4 separate regions of the Zea mays genome follow, and all the other regions are linked to region 3. A link is a contact called in public Hi-C data. All regions are on one chromosome and are shown on one strand. The core of a region is the stretch at or near the end of the contact, and the rest is flanking DNA. Distances in the headings are between cores, read along the strand shown.

Evidence for each region. Hi-C and Micro-C count contacts between places; a contact is called where the count stands out from the background.
Region 1: a contact with region 3 is called in a Hi-C map of endosperm, with 2.4 times the contacts expected there. The contact joins the promoter of LOC100147733 here to the promoter of LOC100192575 in region 3. A contact is called at or near these places in 10 of 25 Hi-C or Micro-C datasets (ear, endosperm, leaf and 4 more).
Region 2: a contact with region 3 is called in a Hi-C map of bundle sheath, with 3 times the contacts expected there. The contact joins the promoter of LOC100192922 here to the promoter of LOC100192575 in region 3. A contact is called at or near these places in 5 of 25 Hi-C or Micro-C datasets (bundle sheath, ear, endosperm and 2 more).
Region 4: a contact with region 3 is called in a Hi-C map of endosperm, with 2.8 times the contacts expected there. The contact joins the promoter of LOC103634916 here to the promoter of LOC100192575 in region 3. A contact is called at or near these places in 4 of 25 Hi-C or Micro-C datasets (bundle sheath, ear, endosperm and 1 more).

Annotation. Positions count from the first base shown.
Region 1 is chr8:21,702,002-21,705,073 of Zm-B73-REFERENCE-NAM-5.0, reverse strand. LOC100147733 reads left to right here and starts at 1,729. Exons shown (of 16, transcript NM_001301657.1): 1 at 1,729-1,863.
Region 2 is chr8:21,743,021-21,746,412 of Zm-B73-REFERENCE-NAM-5.0, reverse strand. It overlaps LOC100192922, which reads right to left and starts at 2,036. Exons shown (of 7, transcript NM_001138106.1): 1 at 1,562-2,036; 2 at 1,329-1,450; 3 at 1,042-1,237; 4 at 630-747; 5 at 489-536; 6 at 248-348; 7 at 1-149. The coding sequence starts at 1,954. The coding sequence ends at 48.
Region 3 is chr8:21,572,146-21,575,318 of Zm-B73-REFERENCE-NAM-5.0, reverse strand. It overlaps LOC100192575 (iron ion binding protein), which reads left to right and starts at 1,421. Exons shown (of 11, transcript NM_001137790.1): 1 at 1,421-1,757; 2 at 2,671-2,866; 3 at 3,142-3,173. The coding sequence starts at 1,671.
Region 4 is chr8:21,418,292-21,421,585 of Zm-B73-REFERENCE-NAM-5.0, reverse strand. It overlaps LOC103634916 (NAC domain-containing protein 75), which reads right to left and starts at 1,409. Exons shown (of 9, transcript XM_020542516.3): 1 at 1,204-1,409; 2 at 1,034-1,129; 3 at 833-961.

The DNA.
Region 1 (3,072 bases), core at 480-2,979, 130 kb before region 3:
GAGCGGAGTTCGCCGTCTTCCGGGTCTTAGCCCGAGTCCGAGCCCTGGGGTCGGGCGGAGCGGAGTTCTCTATGGCGCCCCTGGCGAGGCCTGACTGCCTGTCAGACTCACTCTATCGAGTGGTACTGCAGTCGGAGTGGCGCAGGCGACGCTGTCCTTCTGTCAGACCGGTCAGTGGAGCAGCGGAGTGACGGCGGTCACTTCGGCTCTGCCGGGGGGCGCGCGTCAGGATAGGGGTGTCAGGCCACCTTTGCATTAAATGCCCCTGCAACTCGGTCAGTCGGTGCGACGATTTAGTCTGGGTTGCTTCTTAGCGAAGCCAAGGCCTCGGGCGAGCCGGAGATGTGTCCGCCGTAAAAAGGGGGGCCTCGGGCGAGACGGAAGTCCCTCGAGGTCGGCTGCCCGAGTCCGAGGCTAGGCTCGGGTGAAGCGTGATCGAGTCACTCGCATGGACTGATCCCTGACTTAATCGTACCCATCAGGCCTCTGCAGCTTTATGCTGATGGGGGTTACCAGCTGAGAATTAGGCGTCTTGAGGGTACCCCTAATTATGGTCCCCGACACTTGTGCACTGGGACGACGACCGTTGCTGACGTTGTAAGTGTTCTCGAACATGATGTATGTAGAGGAGTAGCGCATCCGATGGTGCAACGACTATGTGTACTACCTTGCTGATGAGCCCGGGGTGCACTTCGTCTGACAGCTCAATGAAGAGTAATTGGTACTCGCCATGTCGCGTGCGTTCGACGACTACTGTATAAAGAACTATGGCATCATCTCGGCACCGGAGGTGACGCATAGTAGGACCGACAACAATGACCAGCTTATCATCCTTGCCACCGTCGGAGTAGCTTTTATGCCGTCTTGCCTTAATTCTCTTCGCAAACACATACTTGCCTTTTTTGTTTAAACAAGCGCGTATGGTGGTGCGTGCTTGATGACTGCCAATGTAGAAGGAACTTCTTACGGTAGGTATGAGACGTGTTGTTCAATGATGAGACCGTGACATATATCAAAGTCTGCATGATACTGATGATTGCAATGTAGTGGTGAAATGACTAGATTAAAATAACAAGATTTATGTACGACTAGGATCACAAATATATTATGAAACCTTTTCTATAACGGTATAACACATATTTTATATATAAATTATCGTATTATTATATATTTCCGTTGCAACGCACTGACATCACCTACTAATATAATAGTCGGATAGTATCTGTTACGAAAATCACTAAACTATCTATGCGCGCGTCCACCAAATCACAAGTCCAAAAACACCCGTCGCCGTCAGTGCTGACTTTGTTTTTGACAAGGATCGGTGTTCAATTGAAGCACCGAAAAAAGCAGCACCGGACACGGGCTATTAAAACATACTAAACTCTCAAACTGAGGTGCAAATCACATTTTGAGTGCGGCATGCGGATGGTGGACGCATGGCATGGAGAGGGTCATGCACCCATGCCATGCCCGCCCCCTCCGAAAATATCAAGGCCATGTCAGCAGCGCCAGGAGGCGATCTCCCCACCCCAGCCCACAACCCCAGCCCACCGAACAGGTATCTCCCTCCCCCGCACCCGCGGCCGCTCGCCGACGCGTGGGCCCGTGCATAGCCCGCGTCCACCTGTCGGTGACTGCAGCCATCCGCGTGGGGCCTCCACCTGTAGCGCGCGGGTGAAATAACGCGGCCGCACCACCACCACGCCCTGCATCGCGGAAAAAATCTTTTTCTCGCCTCTCCTCGCTCCTCGCCATTTCTCTCTCTTCCCCTCCGCTTCGCCCACCGCCCGCTCCGAAATCTGCGCGCCGACGCCGCCGGCTGCCCGTGGAGAGCCTCGAATTAGAGCGCGTTCCGTCGAGGTAGCGCTCCTGATTTTTTCCCCTGTGCGGATCTCGTTTTTTCTGTGCGGGTTTCGCCCGTTGATGATTTACGGCTGTCTGTTCGCGGCTACTGGCGCCAACTGCTCGGCTGGATTCGTAGGTATTTTTAGGAGCAGGTTCTGGTGATAGATTTACTGGAGACGCGGAGGATTGAACGACGAAGAGTTTAAACTTTGGCGGCGGGGTTGAGCTGATTTAATTGACTGTTTTGGCTAGCCTCGACGGATCGATGGGTCGGGGATGCACTTGACTAAAAATCTCTGTGGGTTTTTAGTTTCGGCTACTACCGTCTTAGCTCCTTGATTGCAAATAGTGTGGATTTGGGCTGGGCCTCGCCATTTACGGCGGTGTCACAGAATTATGTCCCCAAAAAACTGTGGAGGATACGTACGCGTACCTACGGTTGTGGAGAAGTTATATAGGGGTGGGCATAATCACTTGGAATTGTGTGTAGTAAAGGCTGTTAGTCCTTTAATTTAACATGTCTGCTTTGGTTATATTGTTTGTCTGATTGTATTTTTTTCTAACGAGGAACTGTAGCAGACATTTACTGACCTTAACTTGTACTACAAACACACAAGTTGAGCATACAAGATTATTGATCCAAAATAGAAAGATCTTACCTTGAACTTCCATTTCAGCCATCCCATCCCTACGAATTGTTCATTACTACAGGAAATTAGGTGATAAGTTGAGTCCTCGAAATTGCTGAACCTGTATGAACTTTCTAAAAGGGTAAATAGCTGATTCCCAAACCGCCTTCCCCTTTTCCGACGGTTTTGAAAAAACCCGTCACCTTGATTATTTCAACATGCTCTTTTACCAAATTGATTCTTCATTTATGTGATCCAGGAATGTAGTTTACTAGTTTTAAGTGTCCATTTTGGATTCTGGCGCTGAAATATCAGACAAGTACTGCCTTAAAAAATTAATGCCTATATTTGTTGTTAAGTGAAAATTACTGCCTTAAAAAGATAAGTGAAAGGTTCTCGTCCCCTATTTTGGTAATACTTTTATTTGATCATGCATTTATTGTTTACTTTTTCTGAAAGGTCTATTAGCAGATTGCACACTTTTTTTAGCTACTTTTCATTTCTTTTGTTAGTTACTGTATTTGCTGTTTAGTTTCTTCGTTCTTAAATACTAATCCTCACTTCTCAGTATTACTCAATTGCCCCTATTCTTCTT
Region 2 (3,392 bases), core at 787-3,286, 170 kb before region 3:
TCACATGACTAGCTGGCCAAGGACCCCCTACAAAAAGCAACGACTCATCACTTGGGTCCAAGAATTCGAGGTTTTGTTTGCCAGTACTGATCCAAGCGCTGCCTTGCATACTCCTTGTACGCGAAGTCGATATTTTCGTTCACGTGCGCCTGATGACACGGTAGAGAAAACAAAGAAACCAAAGATAGATTTGTATTTATTCACAAAAACGAGACATGCACATTTGACTCTAGTGTCGGTGGCTCACCGAGATTATTCCCCACAGGCCCCAGAAGAGATGGCTCGCAAGAGTGTACTTTGCTATCAACCCTAGCAGTTCTTCAACTTCCCCATCCGTTGGCTTTTTACCTGATGAACATATATAGAATACATTTCTTGAAAACAGAGAATTCTCACAACGTATCCATGTGGTGCGAGTGAGCGTCTTTTTTAAATTTAAAATAGTCCACATTAGCACAGCATCCTCGAATTCCTTGCATTGTGGTTACCTGCAGAGCTAAGGTATGCCTCAACGAATCTTCTCTGCTCCCCAGTGTCTGAAACAGTGCAGATAGCAGTGAAATCAAGCAGCAAACGTAACTTCAATAGCAAGATATCTATCAACGCAAATTGTGATAAGTGAAGCTAACCAGGATATTTCGTAAAATCCAACACATGTGGTGTTGATGTATGGTAATCAGCAGCCATCTCACAGAAGTGATTAGCAATGTCGAATGCGACTGGGTTAAAACTCGCATATTCATAGTCCTGCAGAGAATAAAAGATCAACAAGGCGGCATTAAGTTACAGGAATAACATGGTCTAAGATTTGGTAGAACAAGAACTCCTCGCAGGTCTGTCAAGTTGTTCCTTATTGCTAGCATTGCTCAGCAAACCTAGATTTTTTTTCTGTTTTACTTATATGTGTCCCCATTCCTAAAATTTCATGATAACATACAGGAAAATTGTAATCCTGTAAATTTTACCCAGAATTATGCAGATAGGCGCCGGAATAGGTTTTAAGTGAAAAATGAGAATAGATTCTCATTTTATAAAACTTACTATCAAGGTGACTTGTCTGGTCTCTTCATATATCATAATATTTCCATACTGCAGATCGTTATGGCAGAATCCTACTGACTGTTGGAGCCCCGAGAGCGTCTTCTCCAGCACTGAAATCTCATCACCTAGTTTATTCAGCTGAAATTGGTTAGACTCTTCCTCAGAACACCTGTCACGAGCCTCCCCAAGCCACCGCCTGATTCATACAACACCAAGCAATCAGATTGGGATCAGAATTCAAGCACATTTCCCACAAAAATAAAAAAAGAAAAGAAACAATGGCATACTTGAGCCTCTGCCACAATGACACGTCCCTAGGTCCAGGCATGTCGAGATCGTGAAACTCGCGCAGCTTCCTGGCAATCAGCGCGGACATCTCCGGGTCGCGCAGATCCGCGGCGGAGAGGGTCTGGCAAGGCCAGGACGCGAGCAACGCGCGAGTGAGCCATGACAAGAAACAACCGCGGAACGGATCCGAGCAGACACATCACGCATTTAGGGTGGTAGAGGCGTAGTGTACCCTGGCGTTGATGAACTCCTCGACGCGGCCGTTGGCGAAGCGGCCCAGGAGGCGGGGCCCCTGGCCGTGGCGCGACATGCACTCGAAGGTGCGGACCTCGTCGGCGCGGTCGAAGAAGACCTCGACGCCCCGGCCGTAGATGCGCACGAGCACCTTGCGCGGGCCGTTGCCCTCGGCCTCGCCGCCGGGCCAGGTGATCCGGAAGACCTCGTTGGTCATGGCGCCCCTGAGCTGGGACACGGCCAGCGCGCCGGGGTCCACGTCGCCGCCCCAGAGGTCCCCGGCGAGGCGGTGCAGGATGCGGCGCGCGTCCGCCGGTATCCGGTCGATGCTGGCGCTCCGCTTCAGCGCGGGCGCGGCCTCCCCGCGCGGCGGCGGGTCCGCGGCGGCCATCGGCGCGCGGAGGGGCGCGTGTAGGCGGCGGCGATCTGCGGAGGCGGAGATGCGGCGTGGGTCCCGTGTCGGTTTGAGTTTGATTTGATTTGATCGGAGAGGGAAATGGGTTTGGGAGGCTGGGAATGCCGCCTGCCGCGGAATCGGATCCGAATCGGGATCGGTGGAAAAAAAACAAATCCACTCAAAGCTTCCAGGGGCGACAGCTTCTGGCGCCACGTCAGGCGCCAGCGGTGATTGCAAAGGGCACACGTGGGGACTCATCACGTGTACGTGTACCATGACTTGTGGACTCAGACTGCCTGCAGCGCACGGCGCAGCCTCTCCTTGCACCGGTGTTTAGCGTGCCTCTTCGCGTCTTCTTACAGTGTAGGTGTTTAGCGTGACTCTTCAGCCTCCCCTATCGGCTAGAGTAATAAGGCTAATCACAATAGATGTTTTATGAAGTGTTTCATGTATTAATTAGTCTGCTATAATCAGCTATTTTAATAACATGTCACATCATTTAAGAAGGAAGAGTTTCATAGAGTTTTATGGGGATGAAACCATGTTAACTCGTTTCCAAGGTCTTGAAAACTGTGTGAAACCTTCACTGAGAGTGTTTTGTTTCATCTTCATATAATTGAGTAAATCCTATTGGTTATTTATATGCAGCATTTAAGAAGTATGTTGACATATGAAATAGTAAGATGAAACTTTCTATTGAGAAAAGATGTTTCATTTATCCATAAAACTGATGTGTTATTTTTAAAAATAGAGACATGAAATCTTCACTGTGATTAGCCTAACGCAACAAAGGATTCCACCAAATCTGGCGGCTTGGAGCCAGCCCACTTACCCTCGAAGTTCGTGCACCGTGTTATTTTTTTATAGTGGAAAAATAGTTGTATATAATAAATAGGTATGGAAGATAATATTTTATGGTTGTAGTGGGTATATGAGAAGAATATAGGAGGAATCATTACTGGAGATAAAAAAATAGAAGAAGAAATATTATTAATGTGAAAAAAATAATATAGAGAAAGAATTTAGAGAAAACATTTGTGGATAATCTCGTCACGCCACATGCACCTGAGCCATCGAACTGAGCCTTAAAATGGCTTAAAACGACAAAGAAACACAAATTCGCATTGGTTTCTTACTTGCAAATTTGCGTCGGTTCAGATTATGATGAGGTCCGCTAAAACCACACCCCCAGCCATTGCTGGAAGACGAGGACACGATACACGAACCGGGGGCAGTAATCATATCTAAAACCTTATCCACTCGTACGTACGCCACCCCGTTACGAACACTCGAGGAGGAGGAGCAGAGAGAGAGAGGAGGCTACGAGTTGGAGTTCAGTGACGTTACATCCGCAGCAGCTGGAGGAAGTGGCGGCGACTCCGGCAGCGACGGCCGGTTGCGGCAGCCGAGGGCGAGGGCGAGGAGGATGCGC
Region 3 (3,173 bases), core at 172-2,671:
TTTTTATTTTAGTCAAAACCGTCTATTCACCCCCCTTTAGCCGGTGTCCTAGATCCTACACCCACCGGGTAGCATCTCTAGGGGCCACTTCTCATCCTCGCTCCTCCTAAGACCCAAAGCGATGTCGTTTGTATACCTTTGAACCTGCTGGTAGAAGAAGAGGATACATGACGATGCGCAATCTTAGCAAGCTTGATGACGATGTGTTGGATCTCATCAAGCTCGATCGATAATGACGATATAGATATTAACAACATAGGATTGGTCTCGACAATGAGCCAATGTCAAATATATCATAGAAGAATAATGATAGATATGGGAGAGCATCACAGGAGGCAGGTGAGGCATTGTGAGAGACAAAAATGACGGCGGGAGGAAGACATTGAGGAGCAAAGTGAGAGTGAAGCAAGTTTTTCCTGCTCTCTACCCTAGACCGCACAGTGCACATCACCAAGAGCAGTGGAGTGACATCGCTTGATAGCACTTCATGGCTTATCTCGTGGAGTGGAGCAAGGAGATTGTTGCCCAATGAGACCTAAATACGCTAAATGGCTATCTAATCTAACAATGATTTTATCACCCTAAATAAAAAATCAACTGTATAAAAAAGAAGACACTTTATATTATGGAAAATATATCTAGTGCACATATTAAACCATGATTGTCTATGTTAGATTTAACGTCCTTGTTGTCCTATATACTTTGCAAAAAATACTCTACAAACATGATAGAAGTGATGGTGGATAATGGTGGAGGGTTTTCTTTTTAAAATATACGGATATGGACAATTATAATTTAATGTATGTACCATATGTACCATATGCACAAAATATATTCCCTTAGATTATACAAGTGACACGAGAAAAACTAAACAACCATCTTCCCTACCGGTCTTTTTTGGGGAACAGAATTTTAAGAAAAATTGGCTGCTCTGAGATGTGAGTGGCCCGTCGAATATAGCTGACTAGATTTGATTCCCTCAGATAAAAATGCATAAATAATTATTTTGCATGAGCATTCATATTCACCACCCGCAAAAAAAAAGATAGAAAATTTGGTTGCGTGCAATATGACCCGCCCATTGTTGAGTTGGGGATATTCTATCGGCAAGTAAAGCTAAAGCATAAATAAAGTGTTAAGCAAAGGTAGAAATTCCTAAAATGTTAAATCACAGGCATGTCATTTTTACTTTACTTTTTTACGACAAATATCACTAATCTGATCTAAGTTTAACCGTTAATATTTATTTTCAACTTATGGAATCTAATGCCTATTTTTGTTCCTAATTTAATGTTACTTTCAGACCCAAATGGAGTAGGAAATGCCAGTAGAATACAACGAAGTGATTTGTTTTTCTTGGTCCAAAGACCCAGGCACCTGGTGGCCACCAAGAGATTGGGTCCCTGTGCCAATGCGCTATCGGACTTCTCGTCTTGGCTTTAACCTTTTTCCCTTTTGCAACCTTTTTCGACCAACCTTCGTCTCCAGACTCGTCCACCCTATAAATTGTCTCGCCAGACCATTCCAATCCGGCAACTCCTGCTCTGCCTGAGCCTGAGCGTAGGCGGCTACCAGAGAGAAGGGTAGGCGGCGCCGGCGGCGGGAGCAATAGAAGAGCGGTAAATCCAAGAGAGATCAGAGCCTCGGAGGGAAACAGAAGCGCACAGAGCATGGAGAGCCCGATCTCGAGGACTAACCTGAATTGCATCAGCCTGGCGGACCCGAACGTCCAGAAATCAGTGGCGCTCCTCAAGCAGGTCCGCGGTTCTTTCTTGATTTCCGCAAGTTTGGTCGACACAAGTGTCTGATTGTCTGAATAGCAGAGGGCTTGGAACTTCCTTTCTCGGGAATCTTGTTTCTTTTCATAAGGTAGGAGGGTAGGAGCCTGATTGTTCTTATGTCTGTTATTTATTTATTTATTTATTTCGCTAGTCGTAAGGCAGGTTAATAGAATTGGTTTACTATCAGTGCACATGCTCCACAAGAACATGTATTTCACTCTTGTCCAAATCTCCAATATATTACACTAGTTGCACTACCATCGCTCACCTGTTGCTTTCATCTAGTATATTACTTAATTAGTTAATTGTACCTTCAAATCTCATCCCTTTGGAAACTAAAGGTTCGTTTATATTGTGCTGACGAGTGTGACCTGCTAACCTGCCATCTTGCAATTTCTTTAGATCTCTATTGTTAGGTTCGTCAGCAGAAAAGGCAGCAACTTTGCCCCCGAAAATATTTGGGTATAATTGGTTCTCTTTATTAGGTGGATCCTTATCAACTTGGATAATTTATTTGTCTTAGTGTACATTTTTATTTCCTTGATTATGCCAAAAGTACATCTTGCCTCTATGGCACAATCCATGTAAATGCATGTTACCATTTTTCGGTTTTTGCATGTTATTTTGGAATTGGTATATAGTAAGGCAGTGATGTATGGCATGCATCTGCTTGTTTCTTTTCTAGATTTTCTGATAGTTGTTTCCCGAGCCACACTTCATTCAGTTTGTTGCCTCTTGACTGTCTATAATTTAGTCTTGAACCACTAAAAATCTAGTGTGCATGATATTGAAGTTTCCATGTTTGACAGCTCAAATCTTTGTTGGCTCTGTTCGTAAAAAAGCTCTGTATCATACTCTTCTTCCTGAAAACAATGTTTTTATTTGGTAGGCATGCCTGGATTCAGGCTTCTTCTATGTTGTGGATCATGGGATAAGCCAAGAGTTCATGGATGAAGTTTTTGCCCAGAGCAAGAAGTTCTTTGACCTTCCTCATAGTGAGAAAATGAAGCTTCTCCGAGACGAGAAGAATAGAGGGTACACACCCATGCTAGATGAAATTCTTGATCCTGAAAATCAAGTTAATGGTAAGTTATTCAAACTCCACGGTTGTTGCTGCACATAAATCTAGTTTTTTCATGGGCCATCTATGGTAGAGAGCTGCTAGTGATGAAAAATCTTGTCAAGTTATTACAGTATTAAATTCAAAGGATAGGACATTAAAAAAATCTAAGGGCAACTGCACTGAGAAACTGAAAACCACACTTTATTCTGGAATCCTGGATGTCCTTCGCTTATGGTTGTGCTATTTTTGGTTCCATATTTTACACATTCTTATTATCATCTCTATAATCTGTTTCAGGTGACTACAAGGAAGGATATTATATTGGAGTT
Region 4 (3,294 bases), core at 160-2,659, 150 kb after region 3:
TGTGCCTCTCATGGGGGGGGCCCATCACGATGACCTGACAACTCCTCCCAATGCCGACACGACGTCTCGCGGGACGACGCGCGCGCGGCCATCGGACGGGACGGAGGAGCCCCGCATTCCGCCCGGCGGCGATCGTTCCGTGCGTCGTCGCCGTGTGTCATGTCATCTTGGTTGTGTTAACTTGATGCGCCCTCTCTCGTTGTCGTCTGTCAGGACTCAGGGAGTCAAGACTCCCAAGACCCACACACAACAGTGATGCAGCAAGCAGTGCCAGTGTGCCACCTCGTTCGCGCATTCGGGCTGGGCCTGGGCTCATAAATGTTCAGACTAATCAGCAAGGGCTCACGTTTGACTAGGCACGTACGTATGCCAGCAGGTCGGTCGAGAGGTCTGTTGCGCTACCGGCATACACTTGGAGTCGCGCTTCTGGCCAACCGACGGATCCGTCGCCACCCACGCAATAATTGGCATCCCATTTGCTTGGTGGGCGCGCAATCGCTGATGCTCAGGTCGCAGCAAATACGTATCCTAATCAATAATGCCATGAGTAAACCGTAGTAGCATATATGTGTGTTGTTTTTCTGGCTTTAATTTACTGAAAGCAACAGACCCCAGAACCGTGGTCTCTATGAATAAAGCGCTTTCCTCTAACAACTTTAACTCATGTTGGTTTGTGTACTCCTTCTATTCTAAAATATTAGTTGTTTTAGCTCTTATATTTTATGTCTATGTTCAAATATATAATAATGAATATTAAGTATTGTATGAATCAACTAAAAAGATAAAACGGATTTTATTTAAAGAAACCGTATATGTAGTGCATATGACTGACCTGTAGCTTAGGCTCTTAGCCGTCATCTCTCTCTGAAACACGACCGTTCAGCTGAATCAATGTATATGTAGCAGAGCAGACGCGTTGTTCAACGGTCCATCGGTCGCAGCTCCCTTTGCGCGGCGCGACCTGCCAAGATCAGTCAAACAGGCCCGGGTTACATCGACCTCTCGACACATTCCGTGACAACAGATGTGCTACCTGGGCGAGAGGAAGACGAGAACGGCCGATCAGCTCCAGGAGCCGAGAGCGTTGGCGCGTCGCGGTTTTTACAGTTGATCGCACCGGCCGGCTAGCCTGCGTGCCACGCGAAAACGACAGCGGATATAGTATGATGAACACCATGCGTGCGTGCGTGCGGCTATTCGCACCTGCTGCTAGGGCCGGTCGTGCTCGGGACTTGGGCAGACAGCACAGGTCATCCCCCCTCCCATGCGCGCCATGAGGACTTCTCTCGACATCATCATCATCAGGGCACGGGCTTCAACAAGCACATGCTTCTTCCTTCCCTTCGATGCTTAGGGGGTGTTTGGTTTAGAGGGACTAATTTTTAGTCCCTCTATTTTATACCATTTTAGTACCTAAATTACCAAATACAGAAACTAAAACTTTATTTTAGTTTCCATATTTAATAATTTAGGAACTAAAATAGAATAAAATTGAAGGGACTAAAGATTAGTCCCTAAAACCAAACACCCCCTTATTTTAAGTGTACGTACGTATACCTAAAAGGGGGTAGCAACAATCATTAGATCATCAAACTGGAACAAGCTGCGGCATTATGGGAAGAAGCAACATTACATCACATACATGCATGAGAGGAATGCATTGAGAGGCGCGCTTTACTGATGCCTCCCATATATTTCTGCCTGGCAGTGTCACAAACGATTGCATCCCACTGGCTGTGCTGTTTTCCAGGCTTATGTATCAGCTACGTACTTCAGAATACTGTGAACCCGAGTTCTAAAATTGTGGGGGTATGAAAAAGGCCTGATCGAGCCATTAGCTTCTTCTTGTTTCCTGCCATTGGGCGTGCTCAGCTGGGTTTCTTATGTTAATGTGCTGTCGACAGAACAGACAGGGGCGCAGGAAAGGTTTGTTGAAGGAACTAAAATAGCTAACAGCTAGCTAGCTAAATGAACATCACTACTGCTCATCGGCTTCCAATGCTGTTAGCAAAAGAGCAAGCAGTTCATAAAAGCTCAGAGTGGAACAAACAGCACTATCTGTTTCGCGCTCCACACATGCTCATCATCAGCAGGTGGCAGAACTGGGTGCCATTTTGTCAGATTTACGATGCGCCTTAACTAACAAGTGATATAAGATGTGTTTGCACTTTGGAGTAACCAATCGACCATTGGCAAAGGTGATTTGCGTTGCCTCTCTAATGAAACTAACACCAGGAGACTAGCTAACTAGCAACCTTTCGCTACCAGCTACCGCTTATGCAATGACAAACACTGAATTGTAAGTTCAGTAAAAAAAAAAATCATACCTGCCTTCAGCTACAGACGACTACCACGCACGAGGCCTCGTACAGTTTGCACGCCTGATCTGTGCCTTCTACCAGGTACGAGGTCGTGATCCGATCAACAGCACTAACTGCTCACAAAGTACGATCCAAACAACCAACGACCTGTACCACCTACGCTCACAGCGACCGATCACCTGCATGTACCAACCAACCCTACTCATGCACCAAACTCTGCCCCCAAATCCCGATTTGCCCACGGCAGCTTGGCCCACACGGCCACACCACCATGCTTATGCCCAACGCATAGAGGAACAGCCCGACAAAGGCACAATGGACCATCTGACAGCCTTGTGCGAGCAAATCTTCAGGGGAGGGGGAGGGGGCAGGCCAGCTGCAACAACTGCTATTTATGAACTGACACCGGCATTTCATCGAGCAGGTGACCGAAGCTATGCGCATGCCTAGCGTACTTCCCGCCATCACTTATTGGCAGTTTCGCACTCGCTGAGTGCAAACCCGCGGGAGGAATTCCCCCGCTTTTCTGTGATGGAATTGGGAGCAGTCTACTCCGATGATAGAACACGCGAGCCAAACACGCAAGGAAATGCAGCGAAAATTAACGAGATACTTAACAAGTTGCAGAAACTTTCTGATCTGCCAGGAAGTCGCTATGCTGAGAGTGGATGCGGAAAAGCAAGGCTACAAAATCACTGATCGGCAATCTACCAAACAACTCACCTGCTCGGCGCCCCGGGGCTGCGGGGCGATTGTGCATCTCACTGTACTTCCGGCAGCGATCGGAGTCAGTGGCTGCGCGCCTGCGCCAAGACAACCGCGACCGTCCTCCCGCATGCAGTGACTGAGCCCTCGCCTCGCCACCGGCACCGCGCGAAGACGGAGGAGCCAGCAAACGGCGCCGGTGATCGTCTCGCCCCCATTTCAGCGTGCCCGGCGCGGCGGTTTACGATACGACGCGTGAATGTAATGG